Regions from separate parts of the Mus musculus genome. Here region 2 is linked to region 1. A link is a contact called in public HiChIP or PLAC-seq data. All regions are on one chromosome and are shown on one strand. Each heading gives the region's core, a stretch centred on a gene start, on an enhancer-like site or on the middle of the called end of the contact. The rest is flanking DNA. Distances are from core to core; before and after follow the strand shown.

Region 1 (6,910 bases), core at 2,316-4,815:
TGGAATCTCAGGGTTGTTTTGATTCATGCAACTCTTATAAAGGAAAACATTTAATGAAGGGCTGGCTTACAGTTCAGAGGTTTAATTAGTCCATTATCATCATGGTGGGAAGCATGGCAGCATGCAGGCAGACATGGTGCTGGAGGAGCTGAGAGTTCTAGGACCAGATGACAGGGATCGAGAAGATAGGCCTGGATTGAGCATCTGAAACATCAAAGTCCATCTCCTAGTGATGCACAAAGCTACCTATTCCAACAAGGTCATACCTCCTAATAGTGCCATTCCATCTAAGGCGATAGGAGCCATTTTCACTCAGACCACCACACATACTCAATATATATGCATATGTATTTGTATGGCTGGTTTAAAAATGTGAACACACTTAGGCATCATAAGCTAAACACAAAAGGACAAAGATTATAATATTCCTTCTATCATTTATATGAAGTATGAGGATGAGTCAGATTCAACAAAAGGTCATTGGAATGGTTGCTATCAGAGGGTAGAGGAAGAGAATCCAGAGTCAATGTTGAATAGGAACAGAATTTCAGTTTGAGAAAAGGAGAAATTCTAAAGATAGAAAGTGGTTCTGGGGGAGCTGGAGAGATGGCTCAGAGGTTAAGAGCTCCTACTGCTCTTCCAGAGGTCCTGAGTTCAAATCCCAGCAACCACATGGTGGTTCACAATCATCTGAATGAGATCTGACGCCCTCTTCTGGTGTGTCTGAAGACAGCTACAGTGTACTTACATATAATAATAAATAAAACTTTAAAAAAAAAAAAAGTGGTTCTGGCCGAGTGACAGCAAAGTCATGCTTAAGCTACTGAAGCCTTTAGACGTGGTTATGCTGGCAAATTTTGTTATGTAAACTGAATGCAATACAAATGTGAACAAATTTAGCATTCAAAGAAATATAAAGAATGGCGAAGCATTTCTTTTTGCTTATCAGTACCTTAACTCAAATTATCATGCAAGGAGCAAGCACATTCAAACTCTGAAAAGAAAAAGAAAGAAAAAAGAAAGAAAGAGAGAGAGGGGGAGGGAGGGAGGGACGGAGGGAAGGAGGAAGGAAGTAAGTAAGGAAGGAAGGAAGGGAGGGAGGGAGGGAGGGAGGGAGAGAGAGAGAGAGAGAGAGAAAGAAAGAAAGAAAGAAAGAAAGAAAGAAAGAAAGAAAGAAAGAAAGAAAGAAAGAAAGAAAGAAAGAGAAAGAGAGAAAGAGAGAGAGAGAGAGAAAGAAAGAAAGAAAGAAAGAAAGAAAGAAAGAAAGAAAGAAAGAAAGAAAGAAAGAAAGAAAGAAAGAAAGAAAGAAAGAAAGAAAGAAAGGAAGGAAGGATTCTGGAAGACAATGTAGAAAGACAGATAATACGAGATAGGTAGATAGGTAGGTAGTAGGTGATAGGTAGATAAACAATAGATAAATGATATACAGATGATAGATAAATAGATAGGTAGGTAGATAGATAGATAGATAGATAGATAGATAGATAGATAGATAGATAGATATCAAATGCCACAGTATCATTTGCCCACATAATTCAAAGTAAGTAAATTTACTTATAAAATTATTATCTTTGCTCTTAATTAAATTTGTATTATTTAAGAATGCCTATTCAAGATAAGAGTGAAAAACTAAAAAGCTCAGCCTTGCTTAACTGCTTGCTAGGCCCATTAGATGATATAATGTAACTACACAGAGCCGACTCATCAGCTTTGTTAAGTGAATTAAATACCACACAATAGGGGCTGGGCGTGTAGCTCAGCTGTACCTAGGATATATACAGCTGGGGTCTGATCCACAGCACCGCCTGAAGCCTGGCATGGTGGCTCATGCCTGTCATCTCATTACTTGGAACATGAGGGCTGGAAAGTAAGGAATCCAAAGACATCCTTTGCTACATACTGAGTTCAAGGACAGCCTGAGCTACACGAGCTCCAGTCTTAATAAATAAGTACACATTTGCATAATGAAACAAAATATATGCTATTATGTCAATTTTGTGTGCCTGGGAGCCTGGCATGTATAATATATATCAGTTATCTTATGTTCCTGAGTTATCAAGCTTCACTTTTTCCATTTACATATTCCATATTTTCTTAACTCTTCACAATGAACCTTTTAACCTGTATTAAATCACAGAGATAAAATACCACTTGCTTCTAAAATAACATAGCCCATCCCCAGCATTTAAAGAATTGTGTGTGACAAGCTAAAAAAGGATTATAATCAGAGCACGCTAATAGAATAGACCATCCAAGCCTACAGTTAACTTGGTTAATTCAGTGGGAGAGGCAGCCTAGTTGCTCACATGGAGTTAAAAAAAAAATTGCAATTTTTGTTTGCCGTGTTCTTGATTTTTGTGTTGCCAGAGGCCACATGAAAGAACCACATTCATCTTGGCAGAGATCAAGTGAAATTGGGGTGCGGCCGAGGCGTGCGCCTGAGTGTCACTGTTGGGTTCTCATCTCTGCCATTTCTAGCAGTGAGGCCTTAGGCTAAGCCCCAACTGAGCCTTCGGATAAACTAGACTTTCAAATAAATTCTACTGTAAATATGCTAAGTATCCCGGGAAAGCCTACTCATTGAAGTATTAGATCCACATCAAGAACTCAGTGCGCCCAGACTTTCCGCAGAGTGAGCATCCCGTGATTCCATTCAAGGGCGTGGGGCAATGGGAGCCCAAGTTCAGGGGCCATCTTACTCAAGGCGGTGAGACTGTGCTCCACCCCCTACCCCCCTTTGTTTCACTTGAAAAGAAGGCAAAGATACAGCTCACCTGTAGGGTATTGGTCAGGCTTATCCAGGCTCAATCTCTACTATCTCGGTGAGAAAAAAAGAAGAGAATAAGAAGATAGAAAAAGAAAGAATTCCACTGATCTCTGCAAGTTTGTCTGTCCCTACTTCACCCCCCAAGAAACTTCTCCAGATCCCCTCTTGACGCTCACCTTTATTTTACATTACCTTTGTCTGGCTTTAATAAAAACATGTTTGGATGACAGATGTCACATCCTAGGCTGATTCATACTTTGGTTTAAATGGCTACCCAAAAAGAGAATATTTCTATCATTTGTACAAGAACAGAGTCTCTCTGTACCCCTCATAATGTAAAGATGTTTCCAGAAGAATAAATTGGCCTTCCCCCCTATTCTGAATGTGAATTGTCTAAAAGTTATAATAACGGATCTAGCTGAACAGGGCAGCTACTTGTGGTAAATCTTTAAAAGTATAAACCTTTTAGCGCTTTTGTTTTGAAAGCATCTTAAAAAGTGAAATATCAGTTAGGGGAAGGAATCAGGAAGATCCCAAATTGGGGGTCACTAGAGCTAAAAAATAAATAAATAAATAAATAAATATTTCAGGACATCCATTGGGTTTCCAATTGAATTATGCCCCTTTAATTGAAAACCGCTAACATTATTTTCAATATTTTCCCTTTGTCATATTTCCTTTGAGCATTACAAATCAAAATTATTCTCCAGTCATTTCACAATGTTCCATTGAGCACAAATTGCATTACAACATTTTCCAAGCACAGAGGAGACCGCTGGTCCTAAGGGAGGCAAAGAAATTTCCAGAGATTATTTGGCTTCTATCACTAGACCAGAGGTTTAAACTAATTGCCCCAGGGATAAATGAAGCCCAAAGTTGAAATTGTTGTGGATAGCTTCAGATTTTTATTTTTATTTTTAAAATTCGTTTCTAGCATCTAAATGGTGGAAGCCTTGGCACTAACATACATAAACGGGAAAGGTGGTGTAGCTCAGCGGTGGAGAGCTTTCCTGGCATGCAGAAGCGGTTGGTTTGATTATCAGCATAGCAAAGAAGGCAAAGGAAAGGGAGACTGTGGGGAGGACAGAGCTTTTGACATTTTACCCAGTGCACTGGGGTTGTTCTGATAGCACATGCCAAACAGCGAGTACTGGACCAGCAGCCTTCTTCTCTCTGCCCTCCCCCTGCCCTCTCTTCTCTTAAGAATTATTTTGGCCAGGATTTAATGATGCATGTTATTAAAATACGGGGGAGGGGAGATATGTGGCAGTGTCCTCTGCAAACAGAGGCGTTAGACCTCCAGGAGGTGGGTTTACAGGTAGTTATGACCTGCCCTGCGTGGGTGCTAGGAACTCAGTTCAGGCTTTCTGTAAGAGCAGTGTGTGCTCTTAAAGGGCAAGATGTCTGTCTAGCTCCTGGCAGCTCTCCTCTCAGAGGGGCTCTGGGCAGCCCAGCTTGCACTGTCTCACTGAGGATTCCCTCAGTGGCTAGCATCACACAGGTGAGCCTTTCAGGTTGTGTTCCGTTTCTATCATGCAGTGGTGGGATGAAACCCAAGGGATGTCCTTGGACAACGTCAGTAATAGCTAAGTTCAATCATTAAGATAGAGCAGGAACCCATTATCATAGAGAATAGCTCTTCTAGTCTGCTACGCATTAGAGGAGCTAGCTATGAGGTTTTTTTTTCCTTAGTAATCCCACAGTCCTTAGGAAACAACCCTATATAGAGATTGCTGGATGCTGCTGTGGGTAGTCTCTGAGTAGATGATACTTGCCTCAGAGGTGAACGGCACAGGCCGTTATAAAGAGTCTTAATATTTTAAACCTTTGTAACTAGGAATTGATAATTTAATGACAACAACCTACCTCTACAAATACCTAATCTAATCTGTGGAGGAATCTTTTTTCTTTGTGTATGTGATGTATGTGTACATATGAGTTTGTGTGTACACCCACTGTCCGGAGGTCAGGGGTCAGTGGCAAGTGTCTTCCTCAGTTATTATCTCCCTTCCTGGGACCAGAACTCACTGATCTAGTTAGACTGGTTACATAACCAGCAAGCTCCAGTCTCTCCATGCTGTGGTTACTAAAACACTCCCCTTTTCTGGCTTTTGATCTGGATGCTGGGATCCTAAGCAGGTCTTCATATTTGCACAGAGTGACTTGGCCCTTTGAGCCATCTCCCCAGCTCTTGCAGGGGATATCTATTCTTAACGTATGAAAAACGCTTTCCGTGACCATGGAAAATGCTCCCCGCTGCACAGCGAAGCCTGCCTCTCAAGAGTCCAGTGCTTAAGATCAAATCTCAGTTCATGCGGCTCAGCAGACGAATGCAGTTTAAGGTCAGCTGCCCTAGACAGACAAATGAAGCCCGTGGTGAGGAGTGGAATGCTAAGTGAGCAGAAGCGGACTCTGAGCTGGCTTGGGGATCCTCCTTCATCCCCAAATGGCATTGTCTGTCCATACTCTTGATGGCTTCGCCAGCCCTCCCTTCCCCCAGCTAGCCAGGGCTCCTCTTGTACAAAAAGGTTACAGTTGAGGCTTTGTTCTGCTTTGCCTTCATTTCCTTCTGAACATTTGAGATAGGACTTTCTTGTTCAGATTTGACCTGCCATTTGATAAGACAGTGGGCTACCAATTCTACAGTTTCTGGTCCAGGGACTCAGATCGCCACTGATGGATAATGTTCAGGGCCAGGTGGCTTAGGCCCATGATCTCAGTTACCTGAGAGGCCCAGGCAGGAGAATCAGAAGCTTAAAGTCTGTTGAGGCTACCAAGTGAGTTCAAGGCCAGCCTAGGCAACTTATGGAGAAGGTTATAAAATACTGGAGAATCTATGAAGTAATTCAGTAGGTAAAGGCACTTGTCAACGCAACACAAGCTACAGTCATCCGAGAAACCACCTCCATCCGATTGGCTAGCCTGTGTGCATTCTTTTGACTGGTGATTGATACAGGAGGGCCCAAACCACTGTGGGCAGTGCCACTACCGGGCAGGTATCTTTGGACTATGTAATAAGGCAGGCTGAGCAAGCCATGGGCAAGCAAGGACACACCATTCGTCCATGGCCTCCACTTTAGTTCCTGCTTCTGTGTTCCTGCCTGTATTTCCTTTCTTGATGGACTGTAAGCTGCAAGGTGAAATAACACTTTCTTCCCCTTAGTTGGTTTTGTGTTTCTATCACAGCAACAGCGATACAAACCGAGACACCAGGCAGGCCTGATGACTTGAATTTGATCCTTCAAATTCATGTAAAAGTGGAGAGAATAAACATAAAATTGGCCTCAGACCTCCACACACACCGTAGCATGTGTGTGTGTCTGTATGCACATCACACACAACAACAACAATAACAATAATAGCAGCAGTAGTAATAGTAATAATAATAATTTTTAAATTGAAAGTAGGTGCTGGGGATAGGGGTGTAGCTCAGTGGAAGGGCATATGACTAGCTCTATCCTAAATTCTATGCCTAATCATGCAAAGAGAAAGTATTAGGAGGAAAAATAAATGTGTCTATACTGAACATAGACAAATCTACATAGTGCTTACAATGTATTTCATACTCTAAGAGTTATCAATACGATAATAATTATTTAAAAAGTATCTGGGAGAGTGTGCATAAGCTATATGCAAATTATATGCGACTTAGAATGAGGCCCTAGTGCATTCAGAGATGTGAGTACCAGGTGGGGATGCTAATTGTGGATGAGTCCACAGTTCCTCCAGCATCCACACTTCAGGCGGCAACTTCATCTTCTTGGGCTATCAAGGTCTTCACTTCCTGGGCCCTCAACAGTCCCTCATTTCCATTCACCCCCTTGCTTCCCAGTCTGTAGTCTCCTGGCAGGCAGGGGCCACATGCACCCTGCACTGCCTTTGGGTCTCCAGCATTTGCCTGCAGGTAAATACCCTGGCAACACCGATCTGCCTCAATGAGGCTGAATGTACCCTCCAAACTAAGGAATTCCAGTGTGGTAAGTTGGGGTACCATTGTTGTAAGAGGGGAGAGGCTTGTCTGTAAGCTAGCACATGACTATGAAATCAATCCATTTTCAAATCTAAGGGAATCTACTTTTCTATTTGTGTTTAGCCTGACGTAAGAATAAACTCAGCCCCAATTCTCCTGTTGCCTGTTGTAGT
Region 2 (6,910 bases), core at 2,597-5,096, 78 kb before region 1:
CTCTCTCTCTCTCTCTCTCTCTCCATATTCCTCTTTTCTCTTACCCTTCCCTGTGGTCCTCCAGTCCTGTATCTGGCTAGGGGAAATAGTCTCACACTATCCAAACACTTTTTACAGCTTAATACTTGACACACTGAGCTGTGGCAAACATCCTCCATCTATGTTAGTAACACCACCCTCAGGAATAATCCAGATCTTACAGTGTGCAGCATTTGTTTTTCCCACTCAGAGCAAAGACATTTATAAATCAAATCGTATATCTGCATTTGCATTTAAATAGAAGTTGACTGTTCACAACTTAGCTGTGCAAAGTTGCTAAAACACTCTCTCTCTCTCTCTCTCTCTCTCTCTCTCTGTGTGTGTGTGTGTGTGTGTGTGTGTGTGTGTGTGTGGTTTTTCTCCACCTAAGTTAAAAGATTAGATGAACCATGTGACTACTACATTACTCAAAGGAGAGTTCTTTTGAACTGTGGATATGGCTTGATTAATAAAGCACTTGCCACACAAGCACAAGAACTTTAAGCCCTCACTTAAAAGCTGGGATTGTAGCACACAGCTTCAATTCTAATTCTGGGAATGTAAAGACGAAGAGATTCTTGAAGCTTGCTGGTCAGTCTAGGAAATCAGTAACTCCGGGTTCAATAAGAGACCCTGTCTCAAGACATAAGAGAGATACCAGCATCCAACAGACCTAGCCTTCTCTCCAAGCTGCTAAGTGAAGCTTCATTTTTGCAGGGGAAAGCAGTCACTGGATAGGTGATTAACTAGTCATAGTGCTGAGAATAAGGGATTGAATGTTTGACCCTAAACGGGGCATCTATATTAATCTTTCAACAACCAACACTCACAGAACATCGTAGAAGAGGAGGCACAAAGAGTGTAAGAGACAAAGGGTAGGGAAGGGTGTTATATAATCCATCTTCTGGATACGACGTGGCTATCACACTCGTGAACCCACAGCATTGTGCTGACCAGCATAAGACCTACACATGATCATGCCAGCTACAGTTCTAGCACAGATGGAATAGATAGTCTCTTGGTCCCACCCCTTACCAAGAAGCAATTGACAGTGAATAATTGCTTAAGGAAGAAGGCTGATTCCTTTTGAGGATGTAGATTTCCTTTGTTCCAATGAATGGCCCCATGCCTGTGCATATATGGGCAATGTTAACTGGACTTCATGGATACCCCATTCCCCTGCTCCTCACAAAACAAAGACATGAGATCGGAAGGGACGAATCTTGGAAGGATGCTGGGGGGAATTTGTGGGGAGGGAATGTAAGAGAGTATTTAATTCCTTTTTTTTTTTATTTTTGCTATGACAAAATACCATGGCCAACTTATTTTGACTCACAGTTCTAAGAGGGAATATTCCCCAATAGTGAGAGACACATGGCAGCCGGTAGCCACGTTAGGAAGCTGAATGGTAATTCTTCATCTCACCCAAGGAGCAGAGAGGCTGCACTGGAAGTGGGGCCAAACCTACAACTCTCGGAGCCTACCTCCAGTGATGTAGTTCCACCACACCTCCTAAATAAAAGAGTTCATAACTTCCCCAAACAGCAATTCCCACTGGGGACCAAGTGTTCCCATACTTAGACCTATCGGGGTGATCCTGTTCATCCAGACTACCTCAAGGTGTAGAGATGAACATATTCCATCATATATATATGTATAAAAATTGTCAAAACAAGGGGGGAAGTTGACATAAAGTAGAGAGCAATTTCCTAACACACCTGACATTAACTGCCAGCTTCAGCATGCAGCACATGATCTTTACACAGGCCCATACCCACACACCAAGGACTAAAAAAATTAAAGGTAATGTTTTGCGGTCATTCTTTACGGCATCCACTTTTTCACCTTTGAGTCTATCGACAGCCCCCTCCTTTCTTCTAAATGCCCCGTGGTTGAGAGGGAATGCCAAGAAGACAAAAGAAAGCCCCTTCCAGCTAGCTGCTCACACACACACACACACACACACACACACACACACACACACACACACACACAGCCAGCACATCTCATGGAGGGGAAACTTCCATAGGAGGTCAACGTTTTTCCCCTTAGAGTCTCCATAAAGGGCTGTAATGAAAGGAGTCTTCCCACTGGTGCTCCCAGGTGTCTACTGTGCATTTGCAGATTAGGACGATTGATGTTTAGAGCTTCACTGCGGCCACTCAGATGCCTCTCCAGCCGGCTGAGGCTGAGGGGATGCGCTGCTGTTTATCTCTGGCACCAGGACAAGCATGACAGAAATGCAAACTCCTCGGCTTTCCCCCTGAGCTCTGCTTTCTCTCTCGATTGACTTCAAGTCACCTTGTCCCTTGAAGGCTAGAGAGCTCAGCATGGCCTGAGACTACATATGGAAAATTTACCCTCTCAGAGTTTCTGCCTACATGTGTGTGTGTGTGTGTGTCTGTCTGTCTGTCTGTGTGTGTCTGTGTGTGTCTGTGTGTGTCTATGTGTGTGTCTGTGTGTGTTTTTGTGTGTGTCTTTGTGTGTGTGTGTGTGTATGTGTGTGTGTGTGAGAGAGAGAGAGAGAGAGACAGAGAGAGAGAGACTGTCCATCTATCCATCTGTCCGTCTGTCTTGGCTGATTGCCATTGGTTGCCTAGAGCATGGTTGAATATTGGCCTGGATCCTAGATTCACCCCTTGAATGTAGTAAGATACTGAAGCAGGCTGCTCCGAGGTTACAGTACTACTGCCTATCCCTGTGAACTTGGTTGGCAGTTATGTGCCTGGGATCTGATGGAGGGGAAGGAATCACAGACTTGAGTCGCATCTTTTTTCACTAGGGCCACCATATCTGATATAGCTTACCATGCCCTCTCCATTTAGTGACCCTGGTACTCTCTTGAATCCCCACACATTACAGAGCAGTTCCTATCTTTAGCCCTTTAGTGATAAAGCACCTGTATTCTATTCGCTCTTCTTCACCCCCCTCTTCTCTGACAAGCCAATACTTTGCATTATGTAATTCCCTTTTTATTGTTGGACGGTTTCCTTCCATGTGCACCCAGCAACTACTTCTGCAGTTGTTTCTTCAAAATAAACAGCAGCTACAGCCTGTTCCTTGCTCTTCTTTATGGACTGGAGAGAAGAAACCCGCTATCCCAGGTATATATGCTCAAAACTCTCTTACCCAGTGTCTTTTTATATGAAGCAAGAAAGAAGAAAACCAAGTAATTGTGATCCAAAACCTGTCTTCCAAACCAAGCTATGTTGCTTAATTTGTTTTACTGTTCCGACTAGACCTAGAGCCCTAAAGCCAAAGATGGGCCTTCTTTATACCTGTACCTCATAGAAGCTGGCAGAACGAACAAGGTACACACAGTAGGCTCAGCCAATGTTGGCTCAGCTTCTGGACATTTCAAGGAAACCCACAGCCTCCTGGAAGCACACTTTAATGCATATGTATGCATCATATAAAAGGAATGATTTTTATATGAGCTTCCAGGAAAATAAACTGATCTCCCCTGCTCACTGTGCAACCTAGGGAACATTGGACAGGATCTGCCCTGCCTGTGGGCTCCCAGCCCTAAGATTCTTGAGAGTTGATATCTAGCCTATCCTCAGATCTCCAAGTCCCAGAGCAGGAGCTAATGCTGATGATGGCTACTAGTCAGACCTTATTCCTAGACTCCTGCTAAGCCGTACAGAATCGTCCTGTAAGTCAGAAGAATGCCCACTCTTTTAATAGCACCCATCCTACAAGATAGCTGGACATTTGACACATTAATCAAAGCCATCTCTTCTTTATGGACTGGAGAGTAGGAGGAGCACATATGTATTGCAGTGTGCCTCCAGGAGGGTGTGGATTTATTTACCATAGAACAACCAGGAGCTGAGCCAACATTGGCTGAGCCTACAGTGCACACTGCTTTCTGCCAGATTCTGTGGAGTTCAAGTATAAAGAAGGCCCATCTTTGGCTTTAGGGCACAAGGTCTAGTTGGAAGACCAAAACAAATTAGGCAACATAGCTGAATTTGGTAGACAGGTTTTGAATATGCTGTCAGTTGGTTTTCTCCTTTCTTGCTTCATATAAAAAGGCATTGGGTAAGAGAGTTTTGAGACTATCTACCTGAGGTTGTAGGTTTCTTCCCTCCAGTCCATAAAGGAGAGATGGCTTTGATTAATGTCCTGCTGTCTTGTAGGATGGGTGCTGCAAAAAGAGGGCATGTTCTTCTGATTTGCAGGATGATTTTATATGGCTTAGCAGGAGTCCAGGAATAAGGTCTGACTAGTAACCATCATCAGGACTAGTTAACTGAACTGATACCTACTGGCTTTTATATTAGCTGAGTCTATACTGAGACTTTTAAGGATTTCCTTAACATAATAAATTTCTAGTCTATCAGCACACATGCAAGTATTAGCATACACATACAAGAAATTTTATTGGGATATGTGTGTGTGTGTCAAAGATATCTACCAATAATTATGAATATTTACTCCAAAAAATGTCAGAATGGTGCTTTTGTTCCTTCCTTCCTTCCTCCCTCCCTACTTCCCTCCCTGCCTCCCTCCCTACTTCCCTCCCTCCCTCCCTCCCTCCCTTCCTTCTCTCCTTCCCTCATTCCCCCTCCTTCCCTTCTCTTCCTCCTCTCTTTCCCTCCTCTGCTCTTCCAATATTGTCTTTGTTTCTTCCTACATATGTATTACATTAGTGCTGTTTTAAAAACAGTTGGGAACAGTTGGGCACAGCCCAGACAGGGAAACAAGACCCCTTGTGCTCTGCTCCAGAGATACTGTAATTATTTCTCTGCAGGGCACTCAGAAGCCCAGCAGTGGGAAAGCCTTTGGTCTCCTGCCTCCTCCCCTTCAGCATTGGGCTTGGTTTCTCCCCACACTTACTGCTGGTCCTTAGAAAGGAAGAGGGTGAAAAAAGGAAGAGGGAAATGATATAAGCTCTTGTAGGTGAAATAGATTTATATAACCATTTAAGGTTGGAACTGAAAAGGAGCCTATAGCCCCCTGAACCATCAACCCCATTGCTTTCACAGGGAATATTTAAACCTGGAAATCTTAAGTGGTTTCCAGTTCATTTCTTGGCTTAGAGAGGCAAAGTTATTTTTAAGACCAGTTCCGTCTCCTTTAGTCCCAGACTTCAGGAGCCAGAAACAACCAGCTAGAACTTTGTCCATCTTACACGCAGTGGATCACCGAGCATGTGGTATATAGATCTCTTAGATAAGTGTGACCTCACAAGACTGACCCTCAAGTTGTATTATGTTACTAAATTCTTGATACAAAGTTAGAGTCACCACCCATTAGGCCATTTATCTTACAGAGTCCTAATTTATATGCTCGGATCATTGCCAGCTCATGATGATATGCAGTCCATAGAGTAAAATTCCCTGCCTTAGAGTTCTGGAAGTCTCTAGAAGGACTATTTTCAGGGATCAGGGAGCTTTTTTGTTTTGTTCTTATTGATTGTTGTTGTATTGGGTTTCAGGTGTCCTTTTGGGATTTGCTGTTGTTGTTGTTGTTGTTGTCATCATTGTCATCGTAGCTGTTGTTTTTGTTTTTCTTGTTCATAGGGGATCTCACATATAGCTGGAGCTGGTCCTGAACTTACAATCTTCCCAGAAGGGAAAGTATGTGCTACCACACCCAGCCAGCTAGCAATTAGTTTTGGAAAGGGCCCAGAGGCCTGTGGTTTAATACACTCAACAGCATCACTATCAGGTGTTGCCTGTTTTAGATGTTGTTGGTGATTTCATATGGGTGACAGTCAAACAGCCAATGGTCAGGTTAACAGGCAAGTCAGGGAAGGACCTTTAGGTTTTTAACTCCAGTTTTGACATTAATTTTCCAGAGAGAAGCAGACAGTATCTTGTAGTCATATCTCCCATTAGTTAGATGAAAAAGCAAAGCTAAAGTAAAATCTAGACCTTGAAATCAGCAGAAAATGAGAATCTCTGATAGTAAAGGCATAAGAAAAATGAGTAAGACTTAAAGAAATTATAGCCAGATTGGTACATGCCAATTCATTCTGCTAAATCCTCACAATCTATTCTGCCTTCAATGTTGAGTTAATACTTGAATAAAGTAATGTTTTCTTCTGTTATGAATACTTTGAGATGGCTCCCATTCACAGTACACATTTTAGATTTGTCTTAAATAAATCGCTTAGAATTTTTAAAATGGGTTCATCTGAGCCCCAAAACATAATACTAGCTTAAGTGCAGCCCTCTAAGCCCCACGTTGTCCTTCACTGCTCCCTGCTTCTTTGTATATTAAGTAGCAGCGAAGGTCTCTTCAAATGTCTCTCAGAAAGTGTTTGTCGCCTGTGCATAGCCTTTGCCCTTTATTTTTGCTTTAAAGTATGCTTTAAAGCTGTGAGACATTAAAGGTCACGTGACTGAAAGTGATGTGGCAATTTGTCCAAATTAACTCTTACTGTGGTCTGGTGGGTAAGGATGGGGCATCTGGCTCCATTTCTTATGCAGCGCCTTTCAATTTAATTTCTGCCAGGATTAATTATCCTTCATTCTAAAAGAGAAAATACATTTCTAGTAATCTTAGGGATTAATTACCACAACATTTTAGCCTAATGAGACTTCCCTTACATAGCTCACCTATTTCCCCTGCAAAAGAACACAGATACAAATTAGCCCTGAATGATCGCTATTTTAGAGCAGAATTAGAGCAACAGACACTGAAGAACTTCACCGTTCTGGGAAGCTGAGAGAAGATAGAAAGGACACTGGGTATTCAAATTGTCTCTGGCTTGTAGTCTCAAGAGGAATTACATGCATTCTCCCCCATCTTTCTTCTATATTCCATTTTTTTTAAGATCTAGCATTGGACTCAGCGATTCATCATTAATATCTCATCTCTTAGCTGTAAATAAAGGTCACGGTTGTTCTTGACCCATTGACAACTCTCCAAGTTAAAAAAC

The links. HiChIP or PLAC-seq counts read pairs in DNA pulled down with a chosen protein or histone mark.
Region 2: an H3K4me3 HiChIP or PLAC-seq map of embryonic limb bud shows a contact between it and region 1, with 2.1 times the contacts expected there. The contact joins two enhancer-like sites. A contact is called at or near these places in 8 of 484 Hi-C or Micro-C datasets (the 3T3-L1 cell line, 3T3-L1-derived adipocytes, brown adipocytes and 3 more) and 8 of 115 datasets of contacts at active chromatin or transcription factors (cardiomyocytes, embryonic fibroblasts, embryonic limb bud and 4 more).

What each region holds. Positions count from the first base shown.
Region 1 is chr8:36,614,931-36,621,840 of GRCm38.p6, reverse strand. The region is part of intron 5 of Dlc1 (deleted in liver cancer 1); the gene reads left to right. Among named protein-coding and RNA genes, the nearest start is that of Trmt9b, 160 kb to the right of the region's middle. Within about 2 kb of position 3,565, at least 13 of the 459 cell types and tissues checked have an H3K27ac peak or open chromatin away from gene starts, as enhancers often do.
Region 2 is chr8:36,693,282-36,700,191 of GRCm38.p6, reverse strand. The region is part of intron 5 of Dlc1 (deleted in liver cancer 1); the gene reads left to right. Among named protein-coding and RNA genes, the nearest start is that of Trmt9b, 240 kb to the right of the region's middle. Within about 2 kb of position 3,846, at least 22 of the 459 cell types and tissues checked have an H3K27ac peak or open chromatin away from gene starts, as enhancers often do.